Linked DNA regions of Sus scrofa: all the other regions are linked to region 1. A link is a contact called in public Hi-C and HiChIP or PLAC-seq data. All regions are on one chromosome and are shown on one strand. The core of a region is the stretch at or near the end of the contact, and the rest is flanking DNA. Distances in the headings are between cores, read along the strand shown. Region 1 holds the start of HGSNAT (heparan-alpha-glucosaminide N-acetyltransferase). Region 2 holds the start of THAP1 (THAP domain-containing protein 1). Region 3 holds the start of HOOK3 (protein Hook homolog 3).

The links. Hi-C and Micro-C count contacts between places; a contact is called where the count stands out from the background. HiChIP or PLAC-seq counts read pairs in DNA pulled down with a chosen protein or histone mark.
Region 2: an H3K27ac HiChIP or PLAC-seq map of alveolar macrophages shows a contact between it and region 1. The contact joins the promoter of THAP1 here to the promoter of HGSNAT in region 1. A contact is called at or near these places in 1 of 5 promoter capture datasets (liver), 1 of 47 Hi-C or Micro-C datasets (liver) and 2 of 2 datasets of contacts at active chromatin or transcription factors (alveolar macrophages and skeletal muscle).
Region 3: a Hi-C map of skeletal muscle shows a contact between it and region 1, with 5 times the contacts expected there. The contact joins the promoter of HOOK3 here to the promoter of HGSNAT in region 1. A contact is called at or near these places in 1 of 5 promoter capture datasets (liver), 2 of 47 Hi-C or Micro-C datasets (liver and skeletal muscle) and 1 of 2 datasets of contacts at active chromatin or transcription factors (alveolar macrophages).

The regions. Positions count from the first base shown.
Region 1 is chr17:11,988,475-11,991,317 of Sscrofa11.1, reverse strand. HGSNAT (heparan-alpha-glucosaminide N-acetyltransferase) reads right to left here and starts at 1,446. Exons shown (of 18, transcript XM_021078288.1): 1 at 913-1,446. The coding sequence starts at 1,129.
Region 2 is chr17:11,771,902-11,774,744 of Sscrofa11.1, reverse strand. THAP1 (THAP domain-containing protein 1) reads left to right here and starts at 1,424. Exons shown (of 3, transcript XM_003359869.4): 1 at 1,424-2,425. The coding sequence starts at 2,355.
Region 3 is chr17:11,816,657-11,819,499 of Sscrofa11.1, reverse strand. HOOK3 (protein Hook homolog 3) reads right to left here and starts at 1,504. Exons shown (of 23, transcript XM_021077846.1): 1 at 1,277-1,504. The coding sequence starts at 1,333. RNF170 (E3 ubiquitin-protein ligase RNF170) reads left to right here and starts at 1,580. Exons shown (of 7, transcript XM_021077851.1): 1 at 1,580-1,841.

The DNA of each region.
Region 1 (2,843 bases), core at 197-2,696:
TGGGAGGAGCAGTTTGAACCACACACACTAACACTAAAACCCCTGTGATTTGATATGGAGAAGGGGATGGGAGGAAGGGAAGGCAGGTGACTCAGTTTCCCAGGTGATAGATAAGGAGATCTTCCCCAGAATCACGAACCGGATGTCCTGCACTTGGCTAGTCCCACCAACCCGGACCACAGCATCCCCTGGAAGGGACTTGGGACTAGGGTCCTGGTCCAAGTTGTTGTAGGGGAAGACCCTGGAATTTGCCTTTTTTTCCATTTCCCTCGCGAGCTCCGAGACTGGCAAGCTGAGGAAACGCTCGCTGAGCAGAGGGCCGCTTGTCCCCGCCGGACGTCAGCATGACCCTCGCCGGCCCCTCCTGGGCCGTGGACCTCGCCCAGGGCTTCCCCGCCGGCCGCAGCCCCGGCGCTTCTCCGGTCACCGTGGAAACGGAATCGCCCGGCGGAGCTGGGGAGGCGCGCTTGAGATCCAACACCTCGTCTCCGCCCCCAGCTCCCGAGGCTGCAGCAGCCCGCAGCCCAGCCCCGCAGACTCGGCTTCTCTGTCCCGCCGCGCACCGGGCTGCACACTTGGGCCGCAACTGCCGCGGATCGCCTTGATGCAGCGGAGGATGGAGGGCGCCGTCCCGGCTCTGATCAGCTTTGGATTTGAGGGGCCACAGGCCTCCAGGTCAAAGCACTCTATGGAGGCCGGGGCGCCCACCTCGCCCTCCCGCGCCCTCCCCCTGGTCGGGCCGCCTTCGGATGAGGGCCGGCCTCCTCGCACAAGCCCTGGCCCAGCTGCAGCGGCGCAGCGGAAACGACACGGGAGTTCCGGGCGCCGCTCCCCCTCTGAACCCCAGCCCGAACGCCGCCCCAGGGAAGGGACAGTCGCCGCCCCGCGGGCCCAGCCTTAAGTCTCACTTACCTGGCGTCGGGGAGCTGCCGGGGGCCAGCAGCGCGGCGCTAAGCACGGACGCGGCCAGCAGCAGCGCAGCCAGCGCCCGTCCTGCGCCCCGAACAGCGTTCATGCCGCCGGCTGCCCCGGGCCGCCGCCCCCGCGCCGCCGCCGCTCGGCTCCGGACGCCAACGCCGCGCTGCCGGAGATCGCGTGGCTCCTCCGCAGACTGTAGCGCGCCCGTCATCGCCGGGCTCTTGGCCCCTCGCCCCGCCCCGAGCCGCCGCGGGGGCGGGGCGAGGGCGGGGCGGGGTTGGGACGGGGGGAGTCCACCAAGCCTGGAGCCCAGGCCCCACGCGCTGAGCAGGGCTCTAATCCCGGCAAGAGAAGCTGAAGCGGCTTAGCTGCTGCTCCCGGGTCTTCACCACCGGCTGAGCGACCTTCCGCTGAATCCCTGCGTCCAGCTATTCACCCTGCAAACGGGTGTTAGTGCTCTCTGTCCACTGTCCTGCAAAAGCCACGGTAAGCCAGGCAGGCAGAGTCCCGGCCCCCAGAGAGTTTACTACCCAGAGAGGGAGTTGCAACATAAAAACCACCGTGTGCTACCACCCCTTGGAAGAGCTCCTTGCTAGTCCCTGATTGGCAAGTTCAAGGCAGGCAGGCACAATGACCCCCCCAATTCCACTACTGACTTTGCGCCCAGAGAAACTATCACACTTTTAAGGGAACAGACACAATAAAGCTTTGTGGCGGACTTTGAAATTGCAAACATTTGTAAATGATCTAGAGATCTAAGTGCCCATCAATGGAGAAAGTGGATAAATTATGTTGCAATGTACACAGCAGTAGAAGTGATCTAGTTACCCGTGTCCACATAAATGAATCTCAAAGTAAGGCTGAGAGGGAAATACAAGTTGCAGAAATATCTTTGTAATAACATACATAGAGAGTAAAGCCAAGAAAAACAATACTTATGTACCTGGAATAAAAGTGTAAAGACACACATGGTTGGAAATAGGGAGGGTGCACAATGTTGAGAGCCAGCTTTACAATAGCTTCAGCAGCAAAGTTTTATTGCTTAGCTAGGGTGATACGTTTATGGGTGCTCTCTATGTTATTTTTTATACCTGTCTGTATATCGAATTACTTTTTAATTTTGTAAAGCTGCAACACAGTGTGATGAATGCTGTGTTTATAGAAAGACAAGATGCTAAGGAAGCATTTGGTGGACTCGCCTAAGCTAGTCTGGGAAGTCTCCCAGGAGAACTGACATTTAAACTGAGTCCTAAGGGATGTTAGCCTGGAAAAGGGAGGAAGAGTGTTCCTAACAGAAGGAACAGCCTTTACAAAGGCTCAGAGAAAACATGGCTCAGTGCAGGAACTGAAAACGACCTGGTGTGACTGAAGAATTCTGTAAGGGGAAGGAGGTGACAGGAGGTTTGCCTGATAGTAGAGCCACAACTAGGCTTCCTCTTCTTTTTCTTTTTTCTTTGTCTTCTTAGGGACATACCCACAGCATATGGAAGTTCCCAGGCTAGGGGCCAGATCGGAACCTACACCACAGCCACAGCAATGTGGGATTTGAGCCGCATCTGCGACCTAAACCACAGCTCACGACAACACCAGATCCTTAACCCACTGAGCGAGGCCAGGGTTTAAACCCACATACTCGGATACTAGTCGGGTTCTTTACTGTTGGGCCACAATGGGAACTCCTAGGCTAATTCTTAAGGTCAGCAGAAAGCTGTTGAAGGGTTTTAAGGTAGAGAATAACTTTCAGGAGAGTTATGGTCATGAACTGCCTCATCAAGGTCAGCCACATAAGTTTTCTCAGCCTCTATGCCGGAGGCGGGGGAAGAAGTCCAGTTACTCCCTTTTCCTCCTCCCCTTGCCCGCACTTGCCAAACTCCCAGGAGTGGAGGGACACTGGTATATAAGCAGTATGGCAGGACCATCACCAA
Region 2 (2,843 bases), core at 175-2,674, 220 kb after region 1:
TCCCACATTAAGCCGCTGAACGTTGTAAAACAATTTTTAAAAAAATGCTCACACCCAAAACTCAAGCTTAAATTACCCCTGATATCTTTATCTTAATTTTTTTTTTCTCCTTTTAGGGCCTCACCCGCAGCATATGTAGGTTCCCAGGCTAGGGAACTAATCGGAGCTGTAGCTGCTAGCCACGGCCACAGCAATTGGGATCCGAGAAACACGTGAGGTAGACCACAGCAACCGGGTCTCAACCCATTGAAACCCGAGTCCTCACGGATACTAGTCGGGTTTGTTAACCACTGAGCCAGGAGGGAGGGGGAACTCCTTCCTCATTCCTTTTTTTTTCGTCTTTTTAGGGCCACTAATGGCCACACTCGAGGCATGCGGAGGTTCCCGGGCTAGGGGGTCTAATCGGGGCTAGAGCTTGCCCGCCCTGCACCACAGGTACAGCACCGCCATTTCCGAGCCGCGTATGCGAACTACACCACAGGTCACCGCAACTCCGGATCCTTAACCTGCTGAGCAGGACAGGGATCCAACCTGCAACCTCATGGTTCCTAGTCGGATTCGTTTCCACTTGCGCCACAGTGGGAACTCTGTGTCTTCCTCATTCTTGTTTCCACTACCAGCAAGCCCTGGTGTTTCTACCTGTTAGCATAGGCATCTACTCCTTGGTCCAAAGTTGCCAATCTCCTGTCTGCTTGCAACAGCCTCTTAATTGGTCTGCTCTTATTAATTGGTCTGCTCACTCACTGTTGCCCCTCCCTGATAAATTCTTGGCATAATAGCCAGAATGACCTTTTATTTTTTTATTTTTTAGTCTTTTGCTGTTGTTGTTGCTATTTCTTGGGCCGCTCCCGCGCATATGGAGGTTCCCAGGCTAGGGGTCGAATCGGAGCTGTAGCCACCGGCCTACGCCAGAGCCACTGCAACTCGGGATCCGAGCCGCGTCTGCAACCTACACCACAGCTCACGGCAACGCCGGATCGTTAACCCACTGAGTGGGGGCAGGGATCGAACCCGCAACCTCATGGTTCCTAGTCGGATTCGTTAACCACTGCGCCACGACGGGAACTCCCCAGAATGGCCTTTTAAAAACGTTTATTAGATCATGTCTCTCCCCGCCTAAAATGGCTCAGCGGCTTCACGCTGCAGTATGCCCCCACCCACTCACTGGGCTCTGCCATTGCAGGCCCCATTCAGTTCCTAGAAGACAGACCTTTTTACTGCCTCCAGGCCTTAGCACGCACTTCTTGTGGCAGAAACCCTCTCCCCCCGACCCGTTGTTTGGTTCTCAGATTTAACATTCCCTTCTCAGAGAGTAGGCAGTGACCCTCTCCTTACTACCCTCATCTCGGCATTCTAATGTATTCAGGCACCTGAGCACACTGTGATTTTATTTACATTTTTATTGTCTGTTTCCCCTTACTAGGACTTAAGCTACGAAGACTGGGCCTATGCTAGTCTTGCTCACCAATTAAAAAAAAAGAAATTATGAGCCATGAGATTACTCAACAGCCCGTTATCGACACAGACGAAAGGAGCCGGCCAAAAGGGCTGCAGCTGTTGGCGAGTCCCAACACGGCACCTGGAGATCATTAAGATAACTGCAGCATTAGTGAGAGAAGCCCCTAGAGACTGGGCTCGCGGTGTGTGCAGGTGCGGGCTTTCCTGGCTAAACTCTTCACCTGGGCTCCGCAAAGCCTCAGAATACCTGAAGCAGGTAAGAGAGGTTAGCGGGCCGGGAAGGGAGTCCACCAAGTTTTACACATCACGCCATCTGGGACCGCCCTTTTAGAGAAACAAGGCAATTATGCAACGACCTCAGCTTTACACCTGTCCTGCTTCAGGCCAGCAGACCCAATAGACGGTAGAGTGCCGCGAATCTGAACCGCCCAGCATAAGTAACCCCAAGCAGCACCGCCGGGGCGGAATCGGTCCTGCGCTCCCACCCCCCTCTCCCAGGTAATTACTCCTTCCTTCCGGAAGCTCGGAGGCCCCGCCCACTTCCGCAACGCTCAGTCCGCCGCGCGGCGGGACTCAGCCAATGGCCTGCTTCCCAAGAAACGTTACCTCTGACCTCAGGGCTAATCAAGAGACAGTAGGACTAACGCCTCGCGAGAGGTGAGGTTGAAGCTGTCTCCGCCATCTTGGAGACGGGAGACGGGCGATGGCTGTGGTCCTTCTGCTAATGCAAACAACAAAACGGACACATTAGTCGCTCCCGAGTGAGCCTCTCGTCATTGTAACTGTTGACCAAAGCTACGGAAGAAGAGAGGGTGTCAAAGTCGAGCGCGACGACATTGATAGCAGCCTCAACTGCCTGCTGGGGCGGCAGAAGTGAAGTAACCAGGACCGGAAGGATGGTGCAGTCCTGTTCCGCCTACGGCTGCAAGAACCGATATGACAAGGACAAGCCCGTTTCTTTCCACAAGTAAGTATCCTGAGCGCCTCCTGGGCCTCGCAGGGGCTGGGGGCGCGCGGCCCTGCTCGGGGGCGGGGCCAGGCGCGTGTCCGCGCGAGACCTAGTGGGAGGGGCGGGGCGCCGTCTGGCGCTGGGACGGGGAGCGGTGGGCGTGCCCCTGGCGTCACCCGCGGCGCTCCGCCCCGGGATGCGCGTTCTCGGTTGCGTCGCCGCGGAGGCTGTTCCTCGCGCTCCAGTTTCTAGCGGAGCTCAGGGTAGCTAGTTCGCGGCCCACCCACGAAGCCTAGAATTCCCGTGAGTCGTGGGGTGTCCAGACCGAGAGGCAGCTGGGTCTCACCACCAGGGTCGTAGAGAAGCCAGGTAGTAATGCCACTTTAGCCGTAAAGTTGAAGAGGAAACAGCCGGGAAGTCACGAACTTTGATCCCC
Region 3 (2,843 bases), core at 255-2,754, 170 kb after region 1:
GCCAAATCTATTCCTTCCACAGTATCAAAGAATGTGGTAATCCTTTCCTTTATCACTCCTCTGCCCAGGCCAACCTGGGCCACGTTATGCAGCTTATCTGTTTTTCTCTCTAAAACACAGCAGTGAAACCCATTTTCCCACGTGAAATTGAAACCCATTACAGCTGTAAGCTGTATGTTAACTACATACAATTGCAAATAATTAGTAATGCCAAGAATGCCCTAATATAAAAGTTACTGAATACATCAAGATCAAGCTCTGCCATCGTACTGGCTTCAGAAAACAGACTTGTGACATAGACAAATCATGAAAATCTCAGAGTATTCTGATTACATGCGTTACAACCAACTTAAGGCAACCTAAAGCAGTGCTCCTCCAACCTTTCCACCGAAATGCCCCCACGCAGGACAGTGACTATACTCCAGGTATCTAAATGTTATCACCCGAGGTACAGCCAAACCAAATTTGTGTGGCATCTGTGTTTTACCTTGAACATTAATATAAACGCTGTAGTCACTTCCATAAATACATCTGTGTTTTACTCTAAAAGTGATATTAAACGTTTTTGGCATTGAGTAAAATGAATGCTCCCTAAAGAAGCACCAGGTTTATCCCATGGCTCTGCAGATCTACACACACACACACACACACACCACACACACACACACTTCGAGAAGCACACAAGCATGGATTTTATATCTAACTGTAAGAAGAGGCTGCTAAAAGCATGGTCGTTGGCACTGGAACCGAACACATATTTACAGTAACTGAGGATTTTAACGAGCATTTAATATTTTAACATCGGAACCCCACGACGTTGCCCCCCAGCTGTCGAGTCCTCTGACTGTTGCCCAAAAACCTCCCGGATTTATCTCCATCTCGAGCGCCTTCACTAGGAACCTCCACTCGGCTCACTCCCTTCGCAATCCGGATGCCCCGGCCTCCAGTCCCGGCCCAGCGTTCCCCGGCCGCTCGCCCTCCCGGACTGCGCTCCGGCCGGCGTGCGTGACAACAAAGGCGCGAGCGTCCGGGCCGCCGCCCGTGACAGCGCCGCCGGCACCCGGCCCTCGGCCTCCACCCCGCGCCTCAGGCCCCGTAAGTTTCCCTCGGACCCCGCCGGGCCTCCCGCCGCAGACGCTGCAGCCCCGGCGTTCCGGCTCCCCGGCCCGGGCCCCGGATGTGACGGCACCGCCGCCCTCGGCGCCCGCCGGGGCGCGGGGGACCCCGGGCGGCGGCCTGGGGGAGGGGGCCTCCGACCGCCGCCGCCACCACCTACCCAAGTGAGGAGGCTCTCGCACAGCTCCACCCGCTCCAAGGACTCCACGTTGAACATCTTCCCGCTGGGGTTCGGGGCCGCCCCGCTGCGCCAGGAAGCCTGCGGCTCGGCCTGGGGCTGCGTCCGAGGGTCCACCCGTCAGTCCGCCCGGCCGCCGACTCCGTCCGGCGCTGGCGGCGGCTCCCGCAGCGTCACCGGCTCCCCTCCTCCTCGGGCCCTCGGGACCGCGCGCCCTCCGCGCGCGCGCCCTCCCGCCGCGCGCCCCCGCCTACAGCCCCGCCCCCGCCGAGAGCGCGGCCCGGCCTGAGCCGTCGGCCGCCCAGTCCTGCGCACGACCGCACACGCCGCCGCCGCCAGCCGGGTCGCTGCGCGTCGCCCCCGCGCGCGCCCGGCCGCCAGTCTCAGCCGCGCCCTCTGGGAAGCGCGGCAGTGCGCGTGCGCCGCGCCCGCGCTCCCGGCCAGACGGAGGCAGCGAGTGGTCGCCCGAGAGGGTGGCGGGGCGGCCCGGAAACAGTCCGTGGCCGCGGTTCCCGGGAGCTGGCGAGGTGTCCTCCACGGTGCAGAGGTACGCGCGGTCGAGCGGCGGGACCCCGGCGTGGGCGGGACGACTTTCCTCTGGGAGCCGGGGGGCCCGGGCGCCCGCGCGGGGCGGGCCGACGTGGCGGGCTCGGGGCGCCCCTTCCCGGCTGCGCGGACATCGGTGCCCCGGAAACTAGTTACTGGAAGTCGGGAGAGGGGGTGGGCGGGCGACGGGCCCCGAGGACCGCTACCTTCCCCGGGCCTGCACCTCCCCCTTTTCTCGGTGGCCTGGGATCGTCCTCGAGCTCTTAACGGAGGCGATAATCTCTGCAGGGCAACCGAAGAGTTGTAGTTGGGTGCAGAAAAGTGCATAAGGCAGAAGTGTTTAAGGAGTGATTAATTAGTAGTCAAACACTCAGGTGAAAACAACACTGCCGGCGCCTCTGGAGTTCCTCCCGCATCTGGCGTTCCTTTCTGAGCATCTTCCTCTATAGACCGATTTTATGATAATTCACTTTCTCGAATTTAGCTTTACCACCTAAATGCGCATGCCTAAACAACCGTTTTACTTTGCCTGGTTTTGAACTTTTATCAGGAATCATCGTGTTATTTTTGGCTTTGCATTAACAGTAAGTTTGTGCAGATCTATAGGTAATTTTCATTCCTGTCTAGTGCTCCATTGCATGAATATAGCAGTATATCCACTCTACTGTTGATGGGCATTTTATTTCTGGCTAAGAACAATGATGTAAGGTTTTTATCCCAAGATAGTGTAAATGTGTAAGAGTTTCTTTTAGGGTACATGCGTTGGAGACCTAGAATTGTTGAGTCAAAAGGTGTCCATAACTTTAGGAGCTAATGCCAAATTTTATTTGGAGTGCAGCAAAGTTAACTTCCCAGGATACATCCTTATTTGGCTTGTGGTTCCTGGAGCCCCCTATTTCCATGAAGACTAGGTTTTGTCATTGAGTTTTCAGAACTCCCAAGACAGCGTTGAGTTTTGGAGTTCCCTAAGTGGCCTAGTGGTTGAGGATTGGCCTTGTCACTG